2 separate regions of the Sus scrofa genome follow, and region 1 is linked to region 2. The links are chromatin contacts, called in public targeted proximity ligation maps. All regions are on one chromosome and are shown on one strand. The core of a region is the stretch at or near the end of the contact, and the rest is flanking DNA. Distances in the headings are between cores, read along the strand shown.

The links.
Region 1: a contact with region 2 is called in a targeted proximity ligation map of alveolar macrophages. A contact is called at or near these places in 1 of 47 Hi-C or Micro-C datasets (liver) and 2 of 2 datasets of targeted methods (alveolar macrophages and skeletal muscle).

Annotation. Positions count from the first base shown.
Region 1 is chr5:90,728,821-90,734,414 of Sscrofa11.1, forward strand. All of the region lies in intron 3 of LOC106510428 (a long non-coding RNA gene), which reads left to right. Among named protein-coding and RNA genes, the nearest start is that of BTG1, 84 kb to the right of the region's middle.
Region 2 is chr5:90,482,503-90,488,447 of Sscrofa11.1, forward strand. No RefSeq gene overlaps it. Among named protein-coding and RNA genes, the nearest start is that of PLEKHG7, 170 kb to the left of the region's middle.

The DNA of each region.
Region 1 (5,594 bases), core at 946-3,445, 250 kb after region 2:
GTTGTTTCCTTGCTGACCAATGGTTTCCTCATTCTGCTTAAGGAATAAAACTTCCATTTTAGAGATTATAAAACCAGTCCTCCTCCCAAACCACTAGCATATTCTGTAGATTAAATGATACCTGAACAGTTACATTAAGACATGAATTCAGGAGTTCCTATCATGACGCAGCAGAAATGAATCCAATTGGGAACATGAGGTTGTGGGTTTGATCCCTGGCCTCGCTCAGTGGGTGAAGGATCCGGTATTGCCATGAGCTGTGGTGTATGTAGGTTGCCAACATGACTCGGATCTGGCGTTGCTGTGGCTGTGGTGTAGGCTGGCAGCTGTAGCTCCAATTCCACCCTAGCCGCAGGTGTGACACTAAAAAGCAAAAAAAAAAAGCAAGACATGAATTCAAACTGGTCAATTGACATGATACAGAGAAGCAGTAGGATAGCTTGATACAAGCTTAAGCTGATAATTAAAATTCCTACAGAAGACGGAGCCACAGCTTCTCTGTAGATAGAAAACAAAATCAGGTTCTGTGAGAAAACTATGTTGACAAAGCATGCCATTCCAAACCACCAGAAAAAAACCAGGAATCGTATCATATTCCAAAGAGTCAGGATAGAGCAGCATTTTCAACAAGAGGCCGGCAAGACCACACTTGCAAGATGGAAGCCTGCTAACGAGCTCCCAGCAGCGCTGAGGGTCTTTGGTAACAAGGAGCCTCCAGCTCAGTGACACGCAGCTCGCCTCAGCAGCAGCTGTGTGATCATTGCTAAAGCCTGGCGGCCTCACACGTTGGCAAAGCGCCTTGTGTGATGATATCGCCAGAATTAGCTACCAGGGAGAGGATACAGTGCAGTCGTGTGGCTGCTTCTGTTGTTGTTTCCATTACTATTGATACCGTTTCCTGAGCGCCTACTCTGTGCCCCATGGTTTACTAGGAACTTTGTGTGTATGGTTGTCTTCAGTCCTCAGACAAGCCCACGGGTTAAGGACTACTGCTTAATAGTTCAATGTATGCACTGTTCTTATTGCATATGTAAGGTATACATTATATGAACAAAATTCTGCCTGTTGCAATATTTCCATCATGTAGAAAGTTCTCTTTGACAGTCCTGGGCTAGATGCTTGAGCAAATGTGCTGTTATCCAGTTCAGTAGCCCCTAGCTGCATTCATACTGAGCTCTTGAAAAAGGTGGCAAGAACAAATGAGGAACTGAATTCTAAAGGTCAGAGTTCCTGTGGTGGCCCAGCAGTACCAAACCCAACTAGTCTCCGAGAGGATGCGGGTTGGATCCCTGGCTTCGCTCATTGGGTTAAGGATCCCTCGTTGCTGTAAGCTGTGGTGTAGGTCACAGATATGGCTCGGATCCACTGTTGCTGTGGGTGTGGTGTAGACCAGCAGCTATAGCTCTGATTCAGCCCCTAGCCTGGAAACTTCCATATGCCACGTGTGTGGCCCTAAAAAAAAGAGACAAGAAAATGTTATTTATTTAAATTTTATTTAAGATGTTTGATTTGGGGAGTTCCCATTGTGGTGCCATGGAAACAAATCCTACTAGAAACCATGAGGTTGCGGGTTCAATCCCCAGCCTCACTCAGTGGGTTAAGGATCCAGCGTTGATGTGAGCTGTGTATAGGTCGCAGACAAGTCTCAAATCCTGCGTTGCTTTGACTGTGGTGTAGGCCAGCGACTACAGCTCTGATTGGACCTTTAGCCTGGGAACCTCCATATGCTGTGGGTGCAGCCTTTTAAAGACAAAAAAAAAAAAAAAAAAAAAGAGAGAGAGAGAGAATAAAATGTTTTATTTTTTTAAGTTAATGTAAATAGCCAGTGTGGTTGGTGCCTACCATACTGGGCAGCACAGGTCTAAGACCAAGTGCATACAGCTAGCAAATACCAGAAAAATGGATTCCATCTGGAGATTATCTGGTTCTGAAGTCACGGCTTTAAAAATTAGTAGTAGGTGGGCACACCCTAAAGCATGTTATCATGTTTGTGCCATTAGAACATTTCAGTTAGTGCTCCCAGCTGTTTTCCTGTCTGTGAGTCTAAATCCTGGTGCCTTTAGCAATATTCTGGATGCGTGGGCAGTGTCACCTACTGCGGATACTTGAGTATCAGAACCTCCTGGTTCTGTCCATCGGGCTAATCAGATGTGGAGGGAGGAAGTAAGACTAATAGAGGAACTGTTGGTGCTAGATACTTTCTGCTTGTCTCCCTGATCTAATCTCTCCTGTTCTCTGTTTTGCTGTGGTCTCAGGGTCCTGACAGCCTATGGTCTGCTGAACGGGACTTCCTGTCCCATGGCTTCTGGTGGGGTCCAGCCAGTGGCAGCTTCTAGATGGAATTGGAAGGGTAGGAAGGGAAAGAGGTTCACGTCTTTATTCCTCCCAGCTTCTCTCTGCCAGGCCATTGTCAGCAGTGGCTACATCATTCTGTTTGAGAACTAGCTCCTCGTGAGTGGCTCTCTCCTCAGTTGCAGGTCTCACTAGGTTCCAGTAATTGTCCCTCCTCTGACCCTTTCTGCTAAACCTGGTAACAGCTTCCCACTGTTGCCAGCCCTCTGGTGCTTCACTGAATATTGTTGGTTTCCCTTAATCTTGCCCACACCTTTGTAAATAATTCCTTTACTAAACTCCTTTCTGCTTACCCTTTTTGAATGCCATTTGTTTCTTGGAATGTCTTATCTCTTGCTAGAGACTCAGATGGTGAGAATATTAGATGAATTTAAAGAATAAGAATTATTAGCTCATGACCTAGTATTTCATAAAGTGGTTACCACATACTCTTATCCATACACACAAAAATGCAGCATATTACAGATTATATATATGAAAGCTTTGCCAAGAGGCAGCGTCTCATGGCCTGAACTTTGTTTTGTTATTACATGGATCCAAAGAGCATACATGAGCAGGGCCATTCACTGCAGCGTTATTTTGTATATAAAAAAGTTGAGACAAAATCATGTGTCCCATCAGAAGAATGGTTACAGTACTTGTTTTCTAAGGAAAAGTATGTAGTCCTTAAAAAGAATGAAAAATAACTTTAAACACCAAAATGGAAAACTATCTATGATATACCGTTGAGTGGGGGAAAAAGTTGTTAAACTGTACATGCAATATATTGTAATACTTTAAAGATACATGTGAATTCACCTGTTCCACGAATATATTGAATACTTACTGTGTCAGACCTTGTTTTAGGCTCTAGAGATTCAGCAGGAAGCAAAACAGACAAAATTCCCTGTCTTCGTGGAGCTTGCCTTTCATTGGTGGGAGGCAGACAGTGAAGGAAATTAGTCAAATATATAGTATGTTAAGAGGTGAAATGTGCAGAGAAAGAGTAGAAAGTGTTGGACAAGGGGCCCATCTCGGACAGGATGGTGAGTTAAGGCCTCACGGGAAAGCAACATTGAGTAGTGACTTGTAGGAGGTGAGGGGCAGGACCTGAACACAACTGGGAAAAGGACATTCCAGGAACAGGCCCAGAGGCTCAGGTGTGGAAGCGCTGCAGGCGGTGAGGAGAGCAGTGCAGCTGGATTAGAGTCCGTGAGGAGGCAGAAGAGCTCAGAGTGTAATTTTACTATGTATGTTTGCATATGGTTTTTAAAAGGTCTCAAAAGTACCCACCAAACTCAACAGGATTTGCTCCTGCGGAATGAGGAATGTTCTTTTTTTAGAGAGAATTCAGTTTTCCTCTTATATACCGATGTATTTTTCAATGTTAAAATAGATAGGGGTGTCTTTTAACATTTTAAACCCAATTGTTTTTTCAAAGAAGAATCAGAAAACAAAAGACCGAATAAAGGTCTAGCACATGCCAAAAAATTAAAAATAATTCTCCGAAGTACCAGTATTTTCACAGAAAGTGACTCCAGACATTTTTGGTCAAAGTTCCATGTTGATATTATAGGATTATGCTGGGTGTTAGCCTCCCTAAGATGAGTGCCGTTTTGAATGCCTACAGCAATGACAGTTCTACCCCAGTTATTTACACCTATGTCTCGCTGGATGCTATAGCCTCTGACGGTGGATTTGCATTTATTTCTGTTGGATTTAGGGAATTTTTATGTGTGAATATTATGAGATGTCACCATTGTGATTCATGAAGCAAACTTACAGCCTCAATAGAAGCTAAGGATGCCCTGAAACACGATGCTAGAAGAAATCGGCCAAAACGACTTGTTAGATTCTTCTTTCAGTGTGTAGTTGCGGATCTGACAAAAGTCCTTCTGGGCTCCCAGGGCGGAAACACGGCGAAGCTCACTGCAGCTGACCTGCAGAAGATCTAGTCGAGGTTTTGTCATCTCACTCTTTGCTCATTTTTATGAGAATGGTTATTCTTTTCAAGAACTGTAGGATCTCTCCTCTTCCTTCTGTGCTCTGTTCCTTTCTCTCTCTCTCTCTCTCTTTCCTTCTCAGCTCACTTTCATATTTACCTTCACTTTTTTTTCCTCTGCTGCATAAGTTGTACATTTCTCTCCTTTTTTTCAAATCCTGTCTGGCACTTCTTATGTTTGGTCTCTCTCCTGTCTCCCTCTGTGCCCTTTTTCCTGTGTATCTCTTTTTCTAACTCATATCAAATGTTCTTATCATGAAGTTGAAATATATTTTAATAGACTTTTTACTTCTTCACCCTCTTTCTTTAAAAAGAAGAGAAACACAAAATTGGGGAAAAAACTGTAAAATACAAATAGGGCTGCTGTTCACTTAGGAGCACAAAGAGTTGGCCAGGTGGGTTTCTGTCACTGTAACTGAGGGCAAAGGGCACTGGATGAGGATGAGACTGTGGGTAACTCAGTGGGGTATTGTTCTAGTGACTAACAGTAAGGCATAATGACGAGAACTTTTAAAAGAAAAGTGATAGGAGTTCTTGTCGTGGTGCAGCAGAAATGAATCTGACTGGGAACCAAGAGGTTGCGGGTTTGATCCCTGGCCTCGCTCAGTGGGTTAAGGATCTGGTGTTGCCATGAGCTGTGATGAAGGCCGGCAGCTGTAGCTACGACTGGACCCCTGGCCTGGGAATCTCCATATGCCGTGAGTGTGGCCCTAAAAAGCAAAAATAATAATAATAATAAAATTAAAAAGTGATAAATACAGGATCTCTGTGGTGCCGGTTCCTTTCTTGTGCCCGTAAAGGATTCTGCTCGCAAGTCCTTGCCTTGCCCCTTCAGGGGTGCCTACTTCTAGATGCTTCTCAACACAGCGTTCCAGGCAGCCACTACCTTCATTGACATTGAGGGTGAAACTTATGTGTCATCCTTCTTTCAAAGCTCTCTTCTAGAGTCATCGGACCCTGGGGCTGGGCAATAAATACCGTTTCTCCAGAACCACATGGTAAAGGCAGAAACGGTAAGCCTCCTTGGTCTTCGGGAAGTGCCTCAGAGTTCTAACTTGGATGAGTCGGGGTCAGGACTTTTCCCCAAGACATTCAAATTGAAGGTGCAACCTTTTAATAACTTGAAAGGCTTCTGTAATTTTTCCTCCTCATCGCCAGCTCTCCAGGTGTGGGGAAGAAATTCCTCTGGCCAGACACCAACTCCTCAGTATAGAAGAAGCCAGGCAGCAGAGGTCAAGGGCAGGCTTCTTGGCCCCAGTTT
Region 2 (5,945 bases), core at 1,274-3,773:
TTGCAGGTGTCAACACACTGAAGGTGAGTTTATGGGGCAGTAACCCTGCAGTTGTTATAAAAGAGCTTTTCCTGGAAAAAAAGATTTAAGCAATCATGTGAACTTCATTCTGACTGAGGGGGCCCCAGTGGCTTGATGATCCCCCAGTAACCATGTTTTTGTCAGGGTGGTAGTCAGTGTAGAGTGAGGCATAGGTGGGAAGGTTTCAGTTGAGGGTCATTTAACATATAGAACATGAGTCTCATGTTATCTCTTTCAAGGTCAAACTTAAATCCCTAAATCCGGTGTTTCTGTACACCAAAACACTCACTGGTCACTCCCTAAATTAAGATCTAGTTATTAAACATTTGCCAAATACCTACTAAATTCTAGATGCTGGGCTAGACTTTATAGAGTCAAAGATAAAAAGTTTAGGGACTTATCTTTAAGAGTTCTCTATCTAATTCTGAATCCCTATGCCAGTAATTTGTCTAGATGTGATTCACAAGCCTGGCTACTCAATGGACTCATCACTGTAGCTTTTAAAATATTGATGCTTGCAGAGTTCGTGGCACAGCGGAAACGAATCCAACCAGGAACCATGAGGTTGCAGGTTCAATCCCTGGCCTCGCTCAGTGGGTTAAGGATTCGGCATTGCTGTGAGCTGTGGTGTAGGTTGAAGACACCACTGGGATCCTATGTTGCTGTGGCTGTGGCATAGGCCAGCAGCAGCATCTCCAAATAGACCCATATGCCGCTGATGTGGTCCTAAAAAAAAAGACAAAGACCCCCCCCAAAAAAAAAAAATATATATATATATATATATATATATATGCTTGGCTCTCTTCCCAGATATATCAAATCAGAATCTCTGGGGCTGGGCTGCCAAAGCCATGTATTTAACAAGTTCTTAGGACAATTCCTATGCTTCCAGCCCTGTAAAACTCTGAAGATCTGAGTTTGGGGACCACTTACCAAAATAGCTTATTTAACACGGCAATACTATTATGTATGTTTTATTAACTGTGTTATATGTCAAGCTCATACAACCCAATCTAAAATTACTTAAAGAACTATTACTTCTTATAGTCTCAAAGTCAATCATAGTATTGTGTTCAAGCCTTTAATAAATCAGCATTTTTTAACCCTGAGTGCATTTTAGAATTTTTCTGGAGAGTTTTTAAAAAATGCTGATACCAGGTCCTCACTCTATACCAATTAAGTTAGAAACTTTACACACTAAGTCCTGGGTATTGACATTTAAAAAAAAAAATCTCTAATTGATTCTTATATGAATCCAGAAGAGAGACTCATTGGCTTAAATATTTGCTGTTGATGAGAATGAGCGAGCACAACTGTTATCTTCCTGGAACCAACAAGCACCTTTTGATAATTCCTTCCATTTGTATGGTTATCTTCAGTGTTCAGAGTGCTTTCGTCTGTCCACATAAATCTTGTAAACCTCTGCAAGAGGCCTTAGAGATGGTTTATGCCAGAGGTCAGCAAACATTTCCTGTAAAGGATTAGATAGTAAATATTTTAGGCTTCGTGAACCTTGTGTCACAACTGCATTAACTAGAATGGAAGCAGCCTTAGGCAATATGTAAATGAACAGGCATGGGGTGTGTTCCAATTAACTTTATTTACAAAACAGGTTGGAGTTGGATTTGGCCCTCAGGCTGTCGTTTGCTAACCCCTGGTCTAAACCAACACTCTAGTTTTACAGATGGGGAAATCGAAAGGTCCAATGGGTGTTGTGATTTGACTCAGATTTTATAGCTAGAAAAAGGCAAAAATATGCCTGAAGTTCAAATATTTAGACTTAAAAAAAAATCAGTGAATAGTGTTTTTAAAAATTCAAGCATTGAAAAGAGGGTTTTCACTAACAAATCATTATAAATCAACTCTAGTTCGATTTAAGAGAAAAAAAAATCAGGGTCTTCTCATTCTTGCCTTCTGTGTTTGTCTGGACTTAACTGTGTCTAGGTGACCTTGTGCATGTTTATTACTCTGTCCCTACTGCAAGCTCCTGGAGACTAGAGCTTGAACTTGTTCAGTGTTCTGTCCCCAGGGGCAGGGTGCAAAGTAGTGCCCAGTACCTGTCAGTGAATTGAATATATCAGAGCCATGCATTTGGAGCTCAGTTTCATGTATTTATCTCAAGACAGCCTAACCCTGGCTAGTTCATTGACTTCCTTAACTAACTTTTGCTAATATCTAGCTTTACTAGCCAAGGGCTGGTGCTCTTTGTAACTTCAAATAGTATTTATATAATGACAGAAAAAGTCACAGTGGATAAAGCAAAGGTCAAAAGTCTAATTATTTTTTAATACATCCACCTTCATATTTGCCCAGAAAACTATAAGAAGTCACTGTGAGCACTCTTCTTCCTGATTTGTTTGCTCTTCACTTTTTCCCTCTGTGCAGCATGCAGGACACTCCACGGGCAATGTGTTTCTCTCATCTGTTACATCCAGAAGCGCCCTCCCACCCTCACTGCCCCTAACCGCTGTGCAGACTCACCAGTTTGACCTTGGGAGGTACTGTTTACAGTTGGGTGAACTTGGGACTTTCCCTTTTGAGTCAAGCTGAGCAAATGGACAAGAAAACCCTGCAGAACCTGTTCAGCGATTTCAGACTGTAAGCAAGCAGCTCAGAGGGAATGGGGGTAGAGAGTACTTTATGACCCCAATTAACGTCTTCTCTCCCAAGGTTGTCAACACACCAGGCTGAGCAGCAGCCTGAGAAAGTGGCTCGCTTCCCAGGCAGGTTTGCTGGTTGGCCTCCAAGTAACACCACCCTGGGTGCTTGCTTAATGCAGGTGCAATGGGCTATCATCTTATGTCTTTGCCTTTTCAAAACTTGTTTTTCACACGCATATATATGCCCCTTCACACATTCATAGTTACTAATATCTCAGTGTGGAAAAAGAGAAGACAGAATGTTATGGTCATATGAGGGCAAACATCTTTCAAAAGGGAACTCATACTGGGGAAGACTGGGTCAAATGCTTGGGAAATAAGTGAGGAGGACAATTTAGCCATCAAATCTACGATGTGGCTCTAATGTCATATCATTTGCATGGCCACTGTACAGAACCACATTATTTGACCTTTAAAGTTTGTACATTGATAAATAATTTGAAAGATAGCAAAAAAAAAAAAATGTAGTTCTCAACTTCTCCCTGTTGACAGACATTTGAGGAGAAAGGACACTGCATGTATATGTCATGGAATGAATGCATGAATGACGCTTACATTTTTAAATAATGAAGATTCCTGATGAGTGGAATGGATGACACCTTTTATATGGATTCCGAGAGGAGGATTTTCTGTATGGAATGGAATTGCTAGAAAGTGGTGTTTGAGTTAGGGCTTGAAGGATGGATTTCCACAGTAGAGAGGAGGGTTAAGACCAGACAGACCAAACTGAAGGCTCAATCAACAGGGGCATAAGGGAAGTGCCATCTGGCTGGAGCAGGGCATTTTTTTCAAGGCATGGTGGTGCCTTGGTTGCAGAGTTAGGTGGAGGTGGCTGTGGGAAACTGAGTAATGGTATGGTGAAATCTCTGGGCCTTGGTTCAAATCCCAGCTCTGCTACTCTCGAACTATAACTTGGGGAAATTAGTTTAATCTCCCTGGACCTCAAATTAGTAAAATTGGCTAATAAAAGTGTCCGTCTCATGGGTTTCTTTGATGATTCAATGTGATAATCCACGTTAAACTCTCTGTGCGATGCTTGGCACACAATAAGCACCCAGTCAATAACAGCTACTACATTACGGCAGGTCCTGAAGGTCCTGGGATTTATAATTCCCCAGACAAGCTAGTACTCATCTTTCTTAGTCATTTGCTTGTGACCTAAAAAATCTCTTTGCAGACTACCGCTTCTTTCCACTCTTGTCTGTGATTCTTGTCCCCATCTGGAGAGCTGTTCCATGGGCTCACAGTGGGATACTCTGAGAGTAAACATGATAACTAAACATCACGAGTCAGGACTTTGGAGCTCTCATCCCACTGCTATGCCTGACATGTTCTCCGTGCCTTTGACTGTCTAGATTTTACGTCTATAAAATGGCCTTTGATGCTGATACAGAGAGTGAATCAGTATCACTCCACCACCATCTTCCACTCCCTGAAAGGTATAAATGTCTAAGTAGGAATACTATATCTCTTTGGGTACTTTATTGCATGTGTAATTCTCAACTAAGAATTATAAAAGAAAAAAAAATTGGGCTGGGAGTATTCAAAAGAACCCGCAGGATATCTCCTTAAAGAAAAAGTTTATAAAAGAAACTAAAGCCCAGATGGTGGATATAACATGCAGAGCAGGAGATCTGATGCAAAGGGAGGGCTCCTTGTCCATCATGCTAATCCTACTTGCTGATTTATAGAGGTATTGGCTGCTTTATCTTCCTAATAATTAGGACCTTCAGTGAGGACTGAGAGTAACTCTCATTATTGGGTCCAGAAAGAATTATGCCAAGTAAAGACTCTGCAGGAAACATCTGTTATGCAAAGTGCTGCCTTCATAAGTAGAGAGACCCCATGGACAGTGTTCCCTCGCCTAAACTGGCGACATATCTGAATTGCCAGAGTATCTTCCGCCAGCCTCTATGCAGGGGCTGCTCCTTTGATGGGCCGTGAAATACCATTTAGGAGATGGGTTCATGTTTTCTTGTTGTTGATCCTTTCCCCTCACGGAGCCTGAGCCTTGGAGGGTTTGCTCTTATGCCATGTGCTCAGAAAGGTTTGCTCAGCCTGAGCCAGTCCATTGCTGGTTGCTGTGGCCAGAGTGTGCTGACTTACTGCGGTTTCCCTGCAGTGCCAGTGGGATCTTTTTCTTCATTTCTGTGCCTGAGAAGCAGTTCTTCTGGAGTAGCTTTGTGTGTGCTCCTCCATGAGTTTGCATGGCTGGATGGTGGATTGGGGATGTATGCATCCCACTCTCCCCCCTTGTGTCTGAGCCGTTGGATTTTACCTTCCAGGGCAGTCATAGCTTGGCTGAAACCCAGGGTGTCCTCTTGAGAGTCGGCTACTCTGTCCTGTGCTGTTTGGAGAGCCTGGAAAGTTCTTTGGGAATCTTATCAAATTGTCTGATGAGAATAGTGGGAGCCTGTTTCCCAGAGCCAAATTGCCATTTTCAGCATCATCATTGCTTTTGGGTTTCCCTTGTTAAAAAGAAATGTAAGACAAACCTACTCATTTCCAGAGAAGCGTAGACTTTGGTAATGATGGTTCCAAGGAGCTTCACTGAGTAAATACCAGTCCTCCCAGGCTCATGATGCAGCTTCTCTGTTGACTTTGAACCTGAGTGAGACCAGGTAGTTTTATCATCTCCCTCTCTTCCTACCCATCCCTTCTTTCCTTCTGGCCCCCGTTCTCCCTGACATTTCTGATTCACAGAGGGTGGCCAGGCAGTGCTCCTAAAAAGGAGTTGGGCCAGGGAAGCTTTTGAAAGTATCTGGACGTCTAAAGCTCCCCGCAGTCACAGGGACCACATGGTGGTAAACAGTGTCCAAGAGAGACTGACCAGGCCTGAGCTCCAGGCAGACTTGACGCAATAATACCATTAGCAAATATTGAACATGTGCTGTTTATCAGGCCAGGGGTCAGCCGTTTATAGAGGTTTTATTATTTGATGTTCACAACATTCCAAGGGATTGTTTCTTCTGTTATTTCCATTTTACGAATGAGAACATTGAGGCTCTCAAAGGCTAAATGAGTTGCCTGGAACCACAGTTAGTGGTGGAGTCAAAATTCAGTCTCCAGGGCTATTGGACCCTGGAAGCCGTAACCTTAACCACTGGGTTATACTGATTTAGTCTTGGTGGGTGGAGGCTGCTGCCAGTTTTAAGAATAAACTGTTTCTAGATGTAAATAAAACACAAATACTCCTTTTGAACTCCAAAGGACAAGAGGTTATCCTTGTGACTTTGATAGGAAATAGAAGACAGGTTGTGACGT